Linked DNA regions of Mus musculus: region 1 is linked to region 2. The links are chromatin contacts, called in public Hi-C maps. All regions are on one chromosome and are shown on one strand. Each heading gives the region's core, a stretch centred on a gene start, on an enhancer-like site or on the middle of the called end of the contact. The rest is flanking DNA. Distances are from core to core; before and after follow the strand shown.

Evidence for each region. Hi-C and Micro-C count contacts between places; a contact is called where the count stands out from the background.
Region 1: a Hi-C map of uterus shows a contact between it and region 2, with 3 times the contacts expected there. The contact joins two enhancer-like sites. A contact is called at or near these places in 1 of 15 datasets of contacts at CTCF or cohesin (the G1E-ER4 cell line), 47 of 484 Hi-C or Micro-C datasets (the Ba/F3 cell line, the C3H10T1/2 cell line, the G1E-ER4 cell line and 32 more), 7 of 115 datasets of contacts at active chromatin or transcription factors (the HPC-7 cell line, astrocytes, bone marrow-derived dendritic cells and 3 more) and 4 of 9 other capture datasets (adipose tissue, embryonic stem cells, liver and 1 more).

Annotation. Positions count from the first base shown.
Region 1 is chr11:32,322,697-32,326,067 of GRCm38.p6, reverse strand. No RefSeq gene overlaps it. Among named protein-coding and RNA genes, the nearest start is that of Gm46275, 19 kb to the right of the region's middle. Within about 2 kb of position 1,702, at least 19 of the 459 cell types and tissues checked have an H3K27ac peak or open chromatin away from gene starts, as enhancers often do. A contact at or near this core is called in adipose tissue and uterus, where this site is marked.
Region 2 is chr11:32,242,072-32,245,444 of GRCm38.p6, reverse strand. The region is part of intron 6 of Nprl3 (nitrogen permease regulator-like 3); the gene reads left to right. Among named protein-coding and RNA genes, the nearest start is that of Mpg, 17 kb to the right of the region's middle. RefSeq lists enhancers at 1-175, 1-417. Within about 2 kb of position 1,669, at least 40 of the 459 cell types and tissues checked have an H3K27ac peak or open chromatin away from gene starts, as enhancers often do. A contact at or near this core is called in adipose tissue and uterus, where this site is marked.

The DNA of each region.
Region 1 (3,371 bases), core at 453-2,952, 81 kb before region 2:
TCTTTAATTCTTTTCATCATTGATATTTGAATGCAGCTTCTTATCAGCCTTGTCCTCATCCCCATGTTCCCCCTGCTTGGTGGCCTCATCCCTATGTCCTCCCCCTACTTGGTGGCCTTTTGGTGACATTTTTCACTGTGCTTTTTATCTGATTTATCCAGTTTTCATTACAACCTTTCTATGTTTTGTTTTTTCTTTCTTTCTAAGTCTCTATTTTTTTTGCCGAAAACTTCTTTGATGTTGCCAAGTTTTAAAATCCATATTCTTGATTTTTCTCACACATTTTGGTGATTTTTCTTTTAGTTTATGTTGCTGACTTTCATCTCCAGTCACTGACCAGATTTATCAGAAAACAACCTATATCTACACACACACACACACACACACACACACACACACACACACACACACACTGACTGCATGTCAAGCAGAAAGGAGAGTTGGGGAAGAGGAGGGAGACCAGTGGGAAGGTTAGAAGGAGACTCTTTAAGAGAGTGAGGTAGGACCGGGATGTGGAAGACTGAGAGGGAGGGTGAATTTGGCTAAAGCACCTGACATTTTTGAGATTATCTTAAGGAAACTCAGAACTATGTACAATGAATATACATTAGTAATAAATAAAACAAAAGAACAACCCAACCCAAGGGGGAGGCTTCCTACAATCCCAGTAGAGTAGCTTTGAAAATATATTGTTTACAAAGTAACATTGTTTCCTTTTTTATAAAAAGGTAGGAGTGCACCATGGGAAGAATAGACTAGACACATCAAACGGCTGACATTGGATGGAGGATAGGAAGGGAAACAAGAAGGTGGAATCTATAGGTTTCACAGTTTTGATTTTGATACCAAAACTTGCTTGATGTGTCATAAGGAAGCCAGGGCTGGGGTGTGGCTCAGTAGCTTGGTAGAGCTCTGGCCCAGCATGGCAAGGTCCCAATATCACACAAAAGAAAATAAACAAACAAACAAACAACAACAACAACAACAAATAAACATCAAACTTGAATTCATGGGAAGAGTATTACATGTGAAATTATAGATAGAAGCATCCGTAGGGTTGTGGCAGTTATATCTTAGCAGGACACATGTCAAAGATGAAAAGACCCCCAGAACCTAAACTAAAATTTCGAAGAGTTCGTGGGCAAAGAGCCAAGTGCATGCTGGGTGCCTGTTACACCGCTGTTCTCCTTGGAGCTGCGAAGTTCCGAGTCCCGCCACACGGGGGTGCTCGTCGCCTTCTTATATCTCCGGTAGCTGCAGTGTCCTCCTACACTCGACCCACACTGCCACCTTGTTCCAAGGTCCTCAAGCAGACAGGACAGTGATGGGTCTAGGAGGGTACAGTTTTGTGGGGCTGTGGGAAGAGGGGAAGAAGGGGGAGGGAGAGACTCCGTGTCCAGCCAGAGTTCCTCCTGTGCTCTGGGCAGGCGGATGCGGAAGGACTGCCGGACACTTTCCACTTGGCCTCAATACTGAAAGAGAGGATGTGGAAAGAGCAGCAAACTTTCTCTTTCCCCAAACTACAAAAAAACTACAAGAATAAACTTTTTCGCTCTGTCAGTAGAGTCCTTCGCGCTGTCCCGGGGCAGACATTTGACTCCATTAATCTGTCTTGTTTTCGGACATTTGCACAGCTAGACGTTATTTTGTGGGTTGTAAGGACATGACTGCTGTTGTGAGAATCTAGACTCTGAATTCACCCTGACCTGTGTTTGAAACCTGAAGGCCAAGCAGACAGTGTGATCTTACAGAGCAGCGATCTAACATCTCTTGAGTTTTTGCCATCTCTTCATCTACGACACAAGGAAATTAGAGTACTTTTTTCCAGAAACTTGTTTGCAGAGATTTTAAAATCACCATGAAAAATGTCACACGAAAACAATTAGAAATGTCACAGTGGGTGCTAGAGAGATGGCTCCGTAATTTAAGAGCACTGCCTGTTTTTTCCAGAGGACCTGGGTTCAACTCCAAGCAACACATGGCAGCTCACAATTGTATGTAACTCAAGCTCCAGAGGTTCCAACATCCTCACATAGATAAGTATATGCAGGAAAACACCAGTGCAATAAAATAATAAAAAATTAATTTTTAGGAGCCGGGCGTGGTGGCACATGCCATCTGTAATGAGATCTGACTCCCTCTTCTGGAGTGTCTGAAGACAGCTACAGTGTACTTACATGTAATAAAAATAAATAAATCTTTAAAAGAAAAAAAGACTCTGTCTCAAAAACAAGTGAATGAGTACATAAGTAAATAAAATTTTACAAGAAAAGTTCTGGCCACAGAGAATAGGTTTCCTAAAGTACCTCCCCAATATTGTTTTAAAAGAGAGCAATTAAAAGATTTAAAAGAGAGAGGGGCTCCTTCAGAGCTGAAACCTATCACTATCACCCTGGTGTTTCTTCTTTTCTTTTCTTTCTAATAATCAATTTTTTTTTTTCGAGACAGGGTTTCTCTGTGTAGTGCTGGCTGTCCTGGAACTCACTCTGTAGATCAGGCTGGCCTCGAACTCAGAAATCCGCCTGCCTCTGCCCTTCAAATGCTGGGATTAAAGGTGTGCGCCACCGCTGCCCAACTTCTTTTTATTTAATCCAGGTCCCCAGTCCATGGAATGGCACAGCCCACATTTAAAGCAATTCCTCTCGGACATGCCTGAGGCTTGCTTCAGTGATTGCTGGAATCAAATTAAGTTAATAACCATTATAAACGATCACAGCTCCACCTTTTGTCAACTTGACACCCAAACACACTGCTTTTAAGCCATATCCTTCTACTCCCTGTCTCTATAGGCTTGTAGCTATCTTATAACGCAAAATTTATTCAGCCCAACCTCAAAAGTCCTCTGGCCAATACCTTTCAACACTATTCAAAGGAGAAAAATCAGACTCTCAACCGAGACTCAATCTCTTACTCTGGCCTCCTATTAAAAACCGAAACAAAACAAGCTATAGACATCCAATGTACTGTAGAGCAGAGTGAAGGTTCACATTCATAACGGGAAGAATGGGGCAGAAGGAAAGCTCTGCCCAAAGTGAGTCAGACACCCAGCAGGGCAAACACCAAATCCTGCAACTCCACTTTGGGTCCAGGGCTTGTGGTAGAAATGTCTCAGATCCATGGTCAGCCCTGTCCGATGTGCTGTCTGGGCCCAGACTCTCTCTTGGGTCCATCCCACACCCGCAGCTTTCTTTGGCAGATGCTGCATGGTTCTAGGGTCTCCACTGGAGAGTAACCGCCAAGGACTTCCTTGCGGGTGGACCCAGTGATTCTCTAGATCTGTGGTACAAGGCTTATGACTCTTGCCATCCTGCATTCTTCACACCCATAAAACCAATGCCCTGTGGATGCTGTCACCAAGTTATTCTGCCTTC
Region 2 (3,373 bases), core at 420-2,919:
GGTCCTTGTCCTCCCAGTGCACTCCAGAGGTTTGTCCAGATGTGCATCTGATACTCGGGGGACTCCTAATGGCAGTGTTCAGTGTCTCCATGCCAGAGCTTTTTTACTTTGTAAAGAGGCTCCAGCTTAGTACAAAATGTTCAGAGGGAAAGACATAGGCTGGGGATCTGAGTCAGCTGGCACAAGGTTGAGACACACCTGAATTGGGAGGGTGTTAGAAAGGCCGTAATGTATCCCCCATGCCCACAGCTGGCATTTAATCCTGGCCTGCACTGCCACACAAGTCTCTGTATGTACCTTTCCCTGTAACTCTGTAGTTTATATACTGCGCCATCCAGAGTAAGATTCTTCCAAATACAAGGCTGTAATTTGTTTCCTCTTTTGCTGTGCCCCAGGTGCCCGAAACACTACTTAGAGCTGTACCTAGCACATGGTTGTCACCACATCACTGAGGTCCTGGGTGGACCAGAATCAGCTGTGTTTGAAATGATAGGACTCTTGGTATTTAATTCTGATTCTATGTTGTTTCAATAGCCACCCTGTACTATACCCTAAATAAGAGAGCTCAAAAATAGGACCTGCTATTTCTTCCTGTTGTGACCATAAGTTGATTAGAGGAGCCTGGCTGGTATTTGCATGGGCATGACCACAGCGCAGCACAGTGTAACCCTTTCCTCTCTTGCTTTTTCCCATCAGTGTGAATGCTGAGAGGGTTTCCAGATGCAGTGTTTCTCAAGGTTGGTTGTGAGCTTTGCATTCCCTCCTGGAAACTGTACACACAGACTTGGTTAGGGCCAATTTTTAGAAAAGCCAAGAGTGTTGACCTCAGAGAGCCTGTGTCTTTGACCCACATCTTGACATTAAACCCTGCTTTTAACAGACTTTAAAGTTTGTTCCTCCCCCAACCCCCGTGAACCTCCCCAGTGAACCACCATTGTCCTCTAGGCTCAGCCACAGCCTGTGGTGCCCATCTGTACACCCATCCTCAGTGGTTCTGAGGCCCTGGGAGACACAGGCATAGATGGTTTGGAGCCATGAGGTGGCTTGCATTAAACAGAGATCCTGGGGAGGGTCACAGATGTGCTCTCCCATTTCCTTTCCCCTCTGCTATTCTCTGCTTGAAGGAGAAAAAGACTTGTTTTTGGTTTTGTATTTGGAGCTGTTGGCTAGAGTCCCGGCGACCCTCTGGGGAAACTCAGAACTTAGAGCTCTTGTCTTGCTGGAGGCTTCAGGGAAGAGGCTGTAATAGTCCTTGGCAGCTATTGTGGGCCATGCTGAGAATCTTAGCATTTGAGAGGTAGAGGCACGAGGATCACAAGCTTGAGGCCAGCTTGGGGTACACAACAAAATTCTGTCAATAAATAAATAGGAAAATAGTGAGTGGGGTGTGGCAGCATACATCTCTACTCCCAGCTCCCGAAAGGCGGAGGCAGGCACATCTCTGTGAGTTGGAATCCAGCCTACATATGGAGACCCAACACATAGACCCTGTCTTGGAAAAAGAAAGCGATGGGGGTGGGAGGAAAGAGAAAACAAAAGTGTGTTTTCTGAGCCTGGAGCAAGGACCTTGTTTCTCCCACAGTATCCAAACATTTCACCTTTGACCCAGGCAGGAAGAACTCTCGCCACATCCCCTTTAACTCCTAGTCTGCCCTGTCCTTGGCCACTCCCACACTGGGAGCTGAGAATAGCAGCAGAGTGGGTGGTGATGGGAAAAGCTTCTTGGCCGCTCTTCTGGGTGGGAGGCAGCCCAGAAAACAAGATGAGGGAAGGTGCTGTGGCAGTTTGGGAACCAAGGGATGGGTCCTGTTTTGAGAATGGAGTTATGAAGCGTTAGGTTATCTTTCCCGCACTGGATGAAGGAGGCTACCTGTCTGCTTGGCTCTTCCGAGCTTGACTGGGTTGGGGCAGATGACAGGAAATGCCTTTCTCAGGCAGAATAAGTGCAAGTCACAGGGGCTTTGCCTGAGCAGTTGCTTTTCTTTATAGCATTTGTATAATTGCATTTCAGAAATGTGCTAACATACTTTTTGCCCACTCAGCATATAGACCTGAACAGATTCTATTTAATAAGCACATGTTGTTGGCACTTAGCACCAGGACTGTGTGGCTGAGCCATGGGTGGGAGGAACTCCTCCTTCACACAACCCTTTCCTCCTGGGTGTGGGTCTATAGGGACAACCCACAGGGCTACCTCTCTACGGGATGAGTTCTGGGAAGACAGTGTTCCTGCAGACCACTGCCTGACTCTAGGTTCTCCCCACCTTCCACTCATGAGTGCTTCGTGTGCCCATGCAAACCTTCCATATACCTGGTGTGGTTGGTTAGGGCAGTATTAGGTAGCAAACTGGTAGTATCCTGTGGTCATGAGTACAGGGTATAGGGTGAGGGGCCAGAGTGAAGGTGGGGCCAGGATACCTCACTGAGAGTGTACACTTGAGATTGGAGTTACGAGAAAGTCACAAGGTGTCTGGGAAGAGAGGCCATGGCAAACTTAAGTGCCAGGGTCCTGAGAATGGCTGGACTTGAGTGATGGAGATGGAAATGAGGGCAGGAAGAATATGCAGCACACCCAGGGTTCTCTATGTTGGAGAAACATGGATGATACTGCCCAGGTAGAAGCTGTAAGGAGAGCGACCAAGACACCTCCTCAGGTGCTGGTTGTCTGGGAGCTCTGGCCTTGTTTTGCTGAGAGGTCTGGATTTGCAGGTAGAGCACATAGAATGTGTGATGGTTTGAGATGCTGTATGCTGCCGTGCCTGAGCATGTTGAGCTGTAAATATGTGTCAACCACTGAGAATTTGGAGGAAAAGGTTCGCCATGGAGGAATATTTGGGCTTGGCTGGGTAGTCACTGCATGTCCTCTGATTGATAGCTGCACAAGTTACACCTGTGGTGCTCCACCACCACCAGCAAGGTACATAAAGGGAGGTGCTTTGTGCTTCCTACCATTAACATTCTATGGGGCCTTACAGCTTCCCTCTTCTACCCATCTCTTCTCTGTAGAGATAAGCCCTATTCTGCCCAGCTGCCTATCTGTGCTTGGGTCTACATCAGGTGTTCAAGACAGGCCCTCTCAGAGAGAGGATGTGCTGTGGATGTCAGGTGTTCTCTAGGAGTCCGGGCAGGCAGCCATTGTCTCTGCCACATTGATTTTCCGGGAGACAGAAGAAGCTTCCTTTAGTCCTGACGGGCTGAATGGATTATATGTTATTCTAGGGCCAGACAGAGTGTGTGTGTGTGTGTGTCTGTCTGTCTGTCTGTCTGTGTCTGTGTCTGTGTCTGTGTGTAGGGCCAGACAGAGTTTGTGTGTGTGTGTGTCTATGTGTATTCCTAAGATTTTCCTAGGTATATTGAGATCTGAAAAGATATT